Regions from separate parts of the Oryctolagus cuniculus genome. Here region 1 is linked to region 2. A link is a contact called in public Hi-C data. All regions are on one chromosome and are shown on one strand. The core of a region is the stretch at or near the end of the contact, and the rest is flanking DNA. Distances in the headings are between cores, read along the strand shown.

What was found. Hi-C and Micro-C count contacts between places; a contact is called where the count stands out from the background.
Region 1: a contact with region 2 is called in a Hi-C map of an unstated tissue, with 12 times the contacts expected there. The contact joins two enhancer-like sites. A contact is called at or near these places in 4 of 6 Hi-C or Micro-C datasets (embryonic fibroblasts, psoas muscle, skin fibroblasts and 1 more).

The regions. Positions count from the first base shown.
Region 1 is chr3:51,871,996-51,875,865 of mOryCun1.1, reverse strand. The region is part of intron 6 of GULP1 (GULP PTB domain containing engulfment adaptor 1); the gene reads left to right. Among named protein-coding and RNA genes, the nearest start is that of GULP1, 260 kb to the left of the region's middle. Within about 2 kb of position 1,620, at least 2 of the 8 cell types and tissues checked have an H3K27ac peak or open chromatin away from gene starts, as enhancers often do.
Region 2 is chr3:50,941,663-50,945,196 of mOryCun1.1, reverse strand. No RefSeq gene overlaps it. Among named protein-coding and RNA genes, the nearest start is that of WDR75, 13 kb to the right of the region's middle. Within about 2 kb of position 1,681, at least 4 of the 8 cell types and tissues checked have an H3K27ac peak or open chromatin away from gene starts, as enhancers often do.

The sequences.
Region 1 (3,870 bases), core at 371-2,870, 930 kb before region 2:
ATGGAAATTTCGCAATAATGACTTTGAAACTCAGTAGTGCTCTCTTTGCATTTTCTTTTAAGAAAACGACTTAGCAGTGTCACATTTTAAGTACTTTGAGTACTACATCATCCTTCTCTCTCACTTTGTTGTGTCAAAGGCTTGGTTTGTTTATTTTATCTAAGGCATTTTCCACCATGTGCATGTTTCTCCTCCTTTGAATATTTTTCACGGGAGTATTATATTCACATTTTAATGGTAGTTCAGCTTTCTATTCAGAACTACCAATACATGAATCCACTGAAGCAAAAAAGTCAAAGAAATCTGAAAAGGGCCCTTCAAATATTAATAATAATTCAGGAGGGTAAAGAATATAAGATAAATTGATCATAATGTCTTCCAAATATAAGTCAGTGGTATTCAGGGACAAAACTAAAGTCTACAAGCAGGAAAATGTCTTGGAGAGTTATAGGTGGCCATGCAATCTATGGAATGCAGTAAGCTAGAATTTCAAGAAAAAATGGAGAGGCAGAGAAGAGAATATTAAGCCCTTTAAATATAGATTGAATGAATATAACTTTAGCCATTAGAATTCTGCAACAATGTTCAAGAGTCAAGTGGTATAACCAGTAGAAATCTTGATATAAATATAACAATATATATGGGATGTTGTTTTTTAGATACAGAATATTAGCTGTGTAAAATAAAAGGTTTATTTAGTGCATATCTGCAAAACTAGTTCCAGGCCTAGTTGCTACACACCCATTTTATGATTAAGATTAATAGCTTCTCTGGGACTCATTTCTTTCATCTGTGAAGTGGGAAAATTGGATGATCTCTGAAGGGTCTTTGAACAAGATTATCTTGTCCTGATATAAAGCGTATGATTCACCATCCCAAGATTAGATATTTTCTGCTTTAGTTTTTCTTCGCCTCCTTGTCCCACATCCCCTCCACCCCCTCTTCCCTCTCCTCCTTCCTCCCTTCCTTCTTATCCTTTGTTTTTTCTGCCTCTGGCCCCTACTTCCTTCCTTCTTTTGTTTCTTTCTTTCCTTCTCAACAGATAAATTATTAGTGATTTTTTTGGTAGATTTTTTGGAAACAAAAAGGTTGTGCAATCCTTGTAGAGGTCACAGGGATGCTTGTTTCCAGATGTGGGACCTCAGAAGCCACTGCTCATTGTCTGTTTCTGGAAAAGAGCAGCACCAGGGAAGCAAGCTTAGAAAGCTTTTGCAACCCACCGCAGGAGTTGCTCTCTGTTCACATACTTTCACATACAGTTAATTTGTTTAGTCAGCCTTCATATGTGAAAGACATCCAAATCATTTAATTTCACCAAATCAACAAGCAGATGATGAAGAAGAAACAAAATGAATCCACATTCTTTGGAAGAAAGGGGGGATACTTTTTAAAGGTCTGCACTGAAGGAAAACAAGTTTCTTAAAGACAAGAAAAAAAATCTCTGGCACAGCTAGCTGAATTACATGCAGAATGTAAGACTACAGGACACAAAACCGAAAAGAGAGAAACAGAAAAAAAACCTAGCAGCCTGCATTCAGGGCAGGACAGCGAGCTGAACACTTCTACCACCCAAAATGGAAGAAAACAAATGGTACTCCCCAGGATATAAAGGCAGACACTTCAAGGGCATTCACACATGCATTAATTATGTTACTCTCCACAGCATGCAAAGCCATGAAAGGAGAAAAAGACTTTTAACTGCTCTCGGCTGCAGGACTGAGCTATACCATGTGTACTCACATCTGCCCTAAATTAGAGTGAAATGCACAATGCAAATAAATATGGCACACAAGAGAAATGGAACCCTGCCCTGCTTTGCATGTCATCTATTTTGACTCAAGTTAGAATGACCTATATGCTGGAAAAGTGTTATAGTACAAAGTAACTTTCTGAATCCTTGAAAGATGAGTGAAAAATCCCATTTATTTCCCCTAATAGTTTTCTGTCCACTTTTTAAAAAGAAGGTGGAAGAGGAAAGAAAGAAGGGAAGTAGCGAGACAGTAGAGTTGCCAGATAAAACCAAGATTCTGTTACTTTGCATTTCAGGTAAATAATAGACAACTCTTTTTAATGTAAATATGTTCCAAGTATTTCATGGAACGACCTCATACCATGTAGTATACATATGTATGTATGTTGTCTGTTTATGGTGTATATTTCTATATATTCTAAAATAAGTTCTAAAAATCTTATTTATTTATTTGAAAGGCAGACTTAGATTAGTGAGAGAGAGAGAGAATCTTTCATCTGCTGCTTCACTTCCCAAATTGCTACAATGTCCAGGGCTGGGCCAGGCTGAAGCCAGGAGCCAGGAGCTTCAACCAGATCTCCCACATTGGTGCAGGAGCCCAAGTATTTGGACCATCTTCCACTGCTTTTTCAGGCACATTAACAGGGAGCCGGATCTGAATTGGAACAGCTGGGTCTTAAACCCATGCCTATATGGGATGCCAGTGTTGCAGATGGTGGATTAGCCCACTGCACTACAGTGCTGGCCCCACTAAAATAAGTTTTTAAAAACATATTCATTGCTTAATTTTCAAATTTAACTGGATTCTTTCAATTTCTCCACCACCAAATCCTGCAATGTCAAGAGAGAGGCTCTATCTCTCCTTAAATGCCTGAATACCTTGATTTTCTTTTTGATTTTGTTTTTTTTTTTTAACTTTTATTTAATGTATATAAATTTCCAAAGTACTGCTTATGGATTACAATGGCTTCCCCCCCATAACGTCCCTCCCACCCGCAACCCTCCCCTTTCCCACTCCCTCTCCCCTTCCATTCACATCAAGATTCAGTTTCAATTCTCTTTATATACAGAAGATCAGTTTAGCATACATTAAGTAAAGATTTCAACAGTTTGCTCCCACACAGAAACATAAAGTGAAAAATACTGTTTGAGTACTAGTTATAGCATTAAATCTCAATGTACAGCACACTAAGGACAAAGATCCTACATGAGGAGTAAGTGCACAGTGACTCCTGTTGTTGACTTAACAAATTGACACTCTTGTTTATGGCATCAGGAATCACCCTAGGCTCTTGTCATGAGCTGCCAAGGCTATGGAAGCCCCCTGAGTTCACTGACTCTGATCATATTTAGACAAGGCCATGGTCAAAGTGGAAGTTCTCTCCTCCCTTCAGAGAAAGGTACCTCCTTCTTTGATGACCCGTTCTTTCCACTGGGATCTCACTCGTGGAGATCTTTCATTTAGGTTTTTTTTTTTTTTTTTTTTTTTTTTTCCCAGAGTGTTTTGGCTTTCCATGCCTGAAATACTCTCATGGGCTTTTCAGCTGGATCCGCATGCCTTAAGGTTGATTCTGAGGCCAGAGTGCTGTATAGGACATCTGCCATTCTATGGGTCTGCTGTGTATCTCACTTCCCATGTTGGATTGTTCTCTCCCTTTTTATTCTATCAGCTAGTATTTGCAGACACTATTCTTGTTTATGTGATCCCTTTGGTTCTTAGTCCTATCATTATGATCAGTTGTGAACAGAAATTGATCACTGGGACTAGTGAGATGGCATTGGTACATGCCACCTTGATGGGATTGAATTGGAATCCCCTGATATGTTTCTAACTTTACCGTTTGAGGTAAGTCTTTTTGATTTTGTAACACAACCTAATAAGCACATGTAACACAACCTCATAGCATACACACAAAAGCACACGCACACACGTGCACCCTCCATATATAATGTATGTTTATTTACTAATCCAACGAGAAGGTACAATAGATATTAATATAAAAGCACAGATAATTCTTTATGTTTTCAAGATACAGCTTTTATAATTCTGTGCTGAGTCTTTCAATAGCTAAGACATGGAATCAACCTAAATGCCCATCAACAGAAAACTGGATAAAGAA
Region 2 (3,534 bases), core at 432-2,931:
TCTAAAATCTAGGAAAATCACACACACAAAAAAATTTATTAAACATAAATTCCTCCATATGTACTTTGAACTAAGTTTTACTTTGTAAAATGTGGTCCAGATAATTAAATTATTTCTGTTATATTTAACGTGTATTAGAGCTATCATTTAGCCAGAAAACTTGGCCATTAGGAAAGACAAGGTTATTAGTCATAAATATAGCCTTAAAAGCATATACCAATTGCATTTTTCACCAAAGCTCAGCTTCCTAATCTAGAAGCTAAATAAATACAGACCTGAATAATCAGTGACTTTATATTTAAAGTAAAATTCAGGGAGACATTTTATTTTCATGGAACTCCTGAAATTTTTAGTCAGTTGATGTACTATATGCATAAAATTGGAATATAACTCATTAACATTATCAATCTGTGAGGTGGACTGTTGATCTAGCAGTTAAGATGTCAGTAGGTACACTCACATTCCATACTGGAATGCCTGAGTTCAAGTCCTGGCCCCTGATTCCAGCTTCTTGCTAACTCAGACCTAGGAGTCAGTAATGAGAGCACGAGTGATTCTGTCCCTGCCACCCTGTGGGGTGACCTGGATTGAGTTTCTGGCTCCTGGATTCACTGAGGATATCTGAGGAGTGAATCAGCAGAACAGTACTTCCTCTCTTTCCATCTCTTTCCGTGTCTTTCTCAAATTAAAAAAAAAAAAAGTTTTAAAGATTATCTATTTAAATTTTTACTATACAGGGGCCAGCGCTGTGGCATAGAAGGTTAAGCCTCTGCCTTCAGTACTGGCATTCCATATGGGAGATGGTTCAAGTCCCAACTGCTCGACCTCTAATCTAGATCCTTACTAATGCACCTAGGAAAGCAGCAGAAGACGGCCTAAGTGCTTGGGACTCTGTACCCTCATGGGAAACTTGGAAGAAGCTCCTGGTTCCTGGCTTCAGCTTGGCCCAGCTCCAGCCATTGTGGCCATTTAGAGAGTGAAGCAGCAGATGGAAGATTCTCTCTTTCTCTTTCTCTTTCTCTCTGCCTTTCAAATAAATAAATCTTTAAATTTTTAGTATACCAAATGGTAATATATTTCTATCTTGATACAAATTTAAGTCTGAAGACTGTATTTTTGTTAAATAAAATTTTGCATTCATATTTTCAAATCTTTAACCATGACTAAATCTATTTTCATCCTTCTTTCCATTCACATCACCTTATTACTCCCTCCATGTGTCTGTGGGTAAACCATATCCAAGTTCTTTATGTTCCATAAATTCATCATTCCACTGTACATTCTACTCTGCAACATAGAAAATACTTCCACTTCCCTGCCTGCAGCAATTATCCTCTATCTTTCAATATTTAATTCCAATATTTTTATCTGTAAATTCTTCTTCCATCCTTAGAATCATAGACTGCCTCTTCTTTGCTGTCAAAACTTTTCTCTTTGCCAATATAACAATAAATTATGGTTTGATGGCTATGTATTCCATGACTAAGTTTCTGAATGTTCCTTAAGACTAGGGTCTATCTGTTTTAATTAGCCTTTTTATCCTAGCATAGTCAACAAATAATTTCAAAAACAGAATGGAGCAGCTGACATTGTAGCACAGTGGAATAAATTGCCATTTGTGACACCAGTATCCCATATGTAAGTGCCAGTTCAAGTCCCAGCTGCACTGCTTCAGATCCAGCTTCATGCTAACACAACTGAGTAGGTAACAGAAGATAGCCCTAGTGGTTGGGCCTCTGCCACACATGTGGGAGACCAGGACGGAGTTCCTGACTTCTGGAGTCAGCCTGGCCTAGACCTAGCTGTTGCAGCAATTTAGGGAGTAGATCAGCTGATAAAAGATCTGTCTTTCTCCATATATTCCCTTTTCTCTGTCACTCTCTTTTCAAATAAAGGTGGAAGAAAAGTAAAGAAGAAAGAAAAAGAAGTAGTTAATTAGTTCTAATAATTCTATCTCAAATTATTTGAAGCACAAATCATAGCATGGTTAGAAATCTATGATCTGTTGCCAATAAAATTCACATACTGGAAGCCTTTCAAAATATTTGACATATTAATATAGTATTTTAAAATCTGAACTATTATCGGTGAGAAATTATATAAAAACATCTGGCTATTACTGGTAAACTTTGGGAAAACAGAAGTTTAGAATTATTACTTGAATGACAATATAAGTAAGAATTAGATTGGTAATATTAGGGTGGACATCTTCCTAATTGAAGAATAAACAAAGCTTAGAGTTTATATGGAAGAAAAGAAAATTCTATTAAGGAAGGGAGTTTCAAGCAGAATCTAACATTTATGTGGTGCAACTGTTTCCCAGGAGTAAATTGCTACACACTAATGGGGTCAAAGATTCTAGATAGTTCTCCTGAGACCCTTTTCTATTCAAAGGAGCTTTTAAAATCAAGTAGGAGTGGAAGAATAGACTGGGGAACTATTCCTTCGTGCACCAAATGTACTCTCAGAGTACTAACATCTGTTTCAGTTTACATACTTTAAGTATGACTTTACACATGGAAATTAAACTTAGGCATCATGCCTAAGAAGGCTGTCTGAAAAAGAACTGCGTGTCCTATTAACAGCTGGAATTTGTAGAGGTTCACATTCAGCACAGCATAATATCCTGTGAGCCATGAATGACCCCATTCTCAAAACCTAAATGTTACAGAATAAAGTTCATGAAACTTTTATAGTAGACAGAGAAAAAACAATGAAGCAGAGGAATCTGATTACAAAAACAACTTGAAGTTTCAGAATTTAAGATTCAAGAGATATTTTTGCACATAAGGATGATTAACGTTCCCAAAATCTTTTTGCATTTCTTCATGTTGATAAATACTCATTCTATAACATTCTACTAAGCTTCTTCATTAATTAAACATCTACAGAATTTTTCAATTTTCTAACAGGATCACTGTAATTTCTAGTACAGTGAAGTATAAAAAAAAAAAAAACTTGCAAAAATAATGATGTAACTTTGCTGCCACCATGTGGTATATCTGTATTTCTGTAGTTGCGGTTTTTTTAAAAAAAATTTATTTAAGGTATGCAAATTTCATGTATTTCATGTATAAATTTAGGAACGTAGTGATACTTCCCACCATACCCTCCATCCCACATGTGCTCCCAACCTTCCTCCTCCTTCCCTCTCCTATTCCTTCTCTTAATTTTTACAATGATCTATTTTTAGTTTCTTTTATACCCTTAGGATTATATATACTACACTAAGTACAGAGTTCAACAAATAGTAAGAAGGAAGTGTTCCTCACACAGTAGAGACAAGGGATGTAAATAATCATCAAAGCTCAAAATGTCACTTTCATACATTATATTTTTTGGTACTCTATTAGTTACTACAGATCAAGGAAAACATGGTATTTTTCTTTTCAGCACTGGCTTATTTCATTAAGTATAATGGTTTCCAGTTGCATCCATTTTGTCGCAAAAGACAGGATTTCATTCTATTTTATGGCTGAGTAGTATTACATAGTATATATACATCAGAGTTTCTTTATCCAATCATCAGTTGGA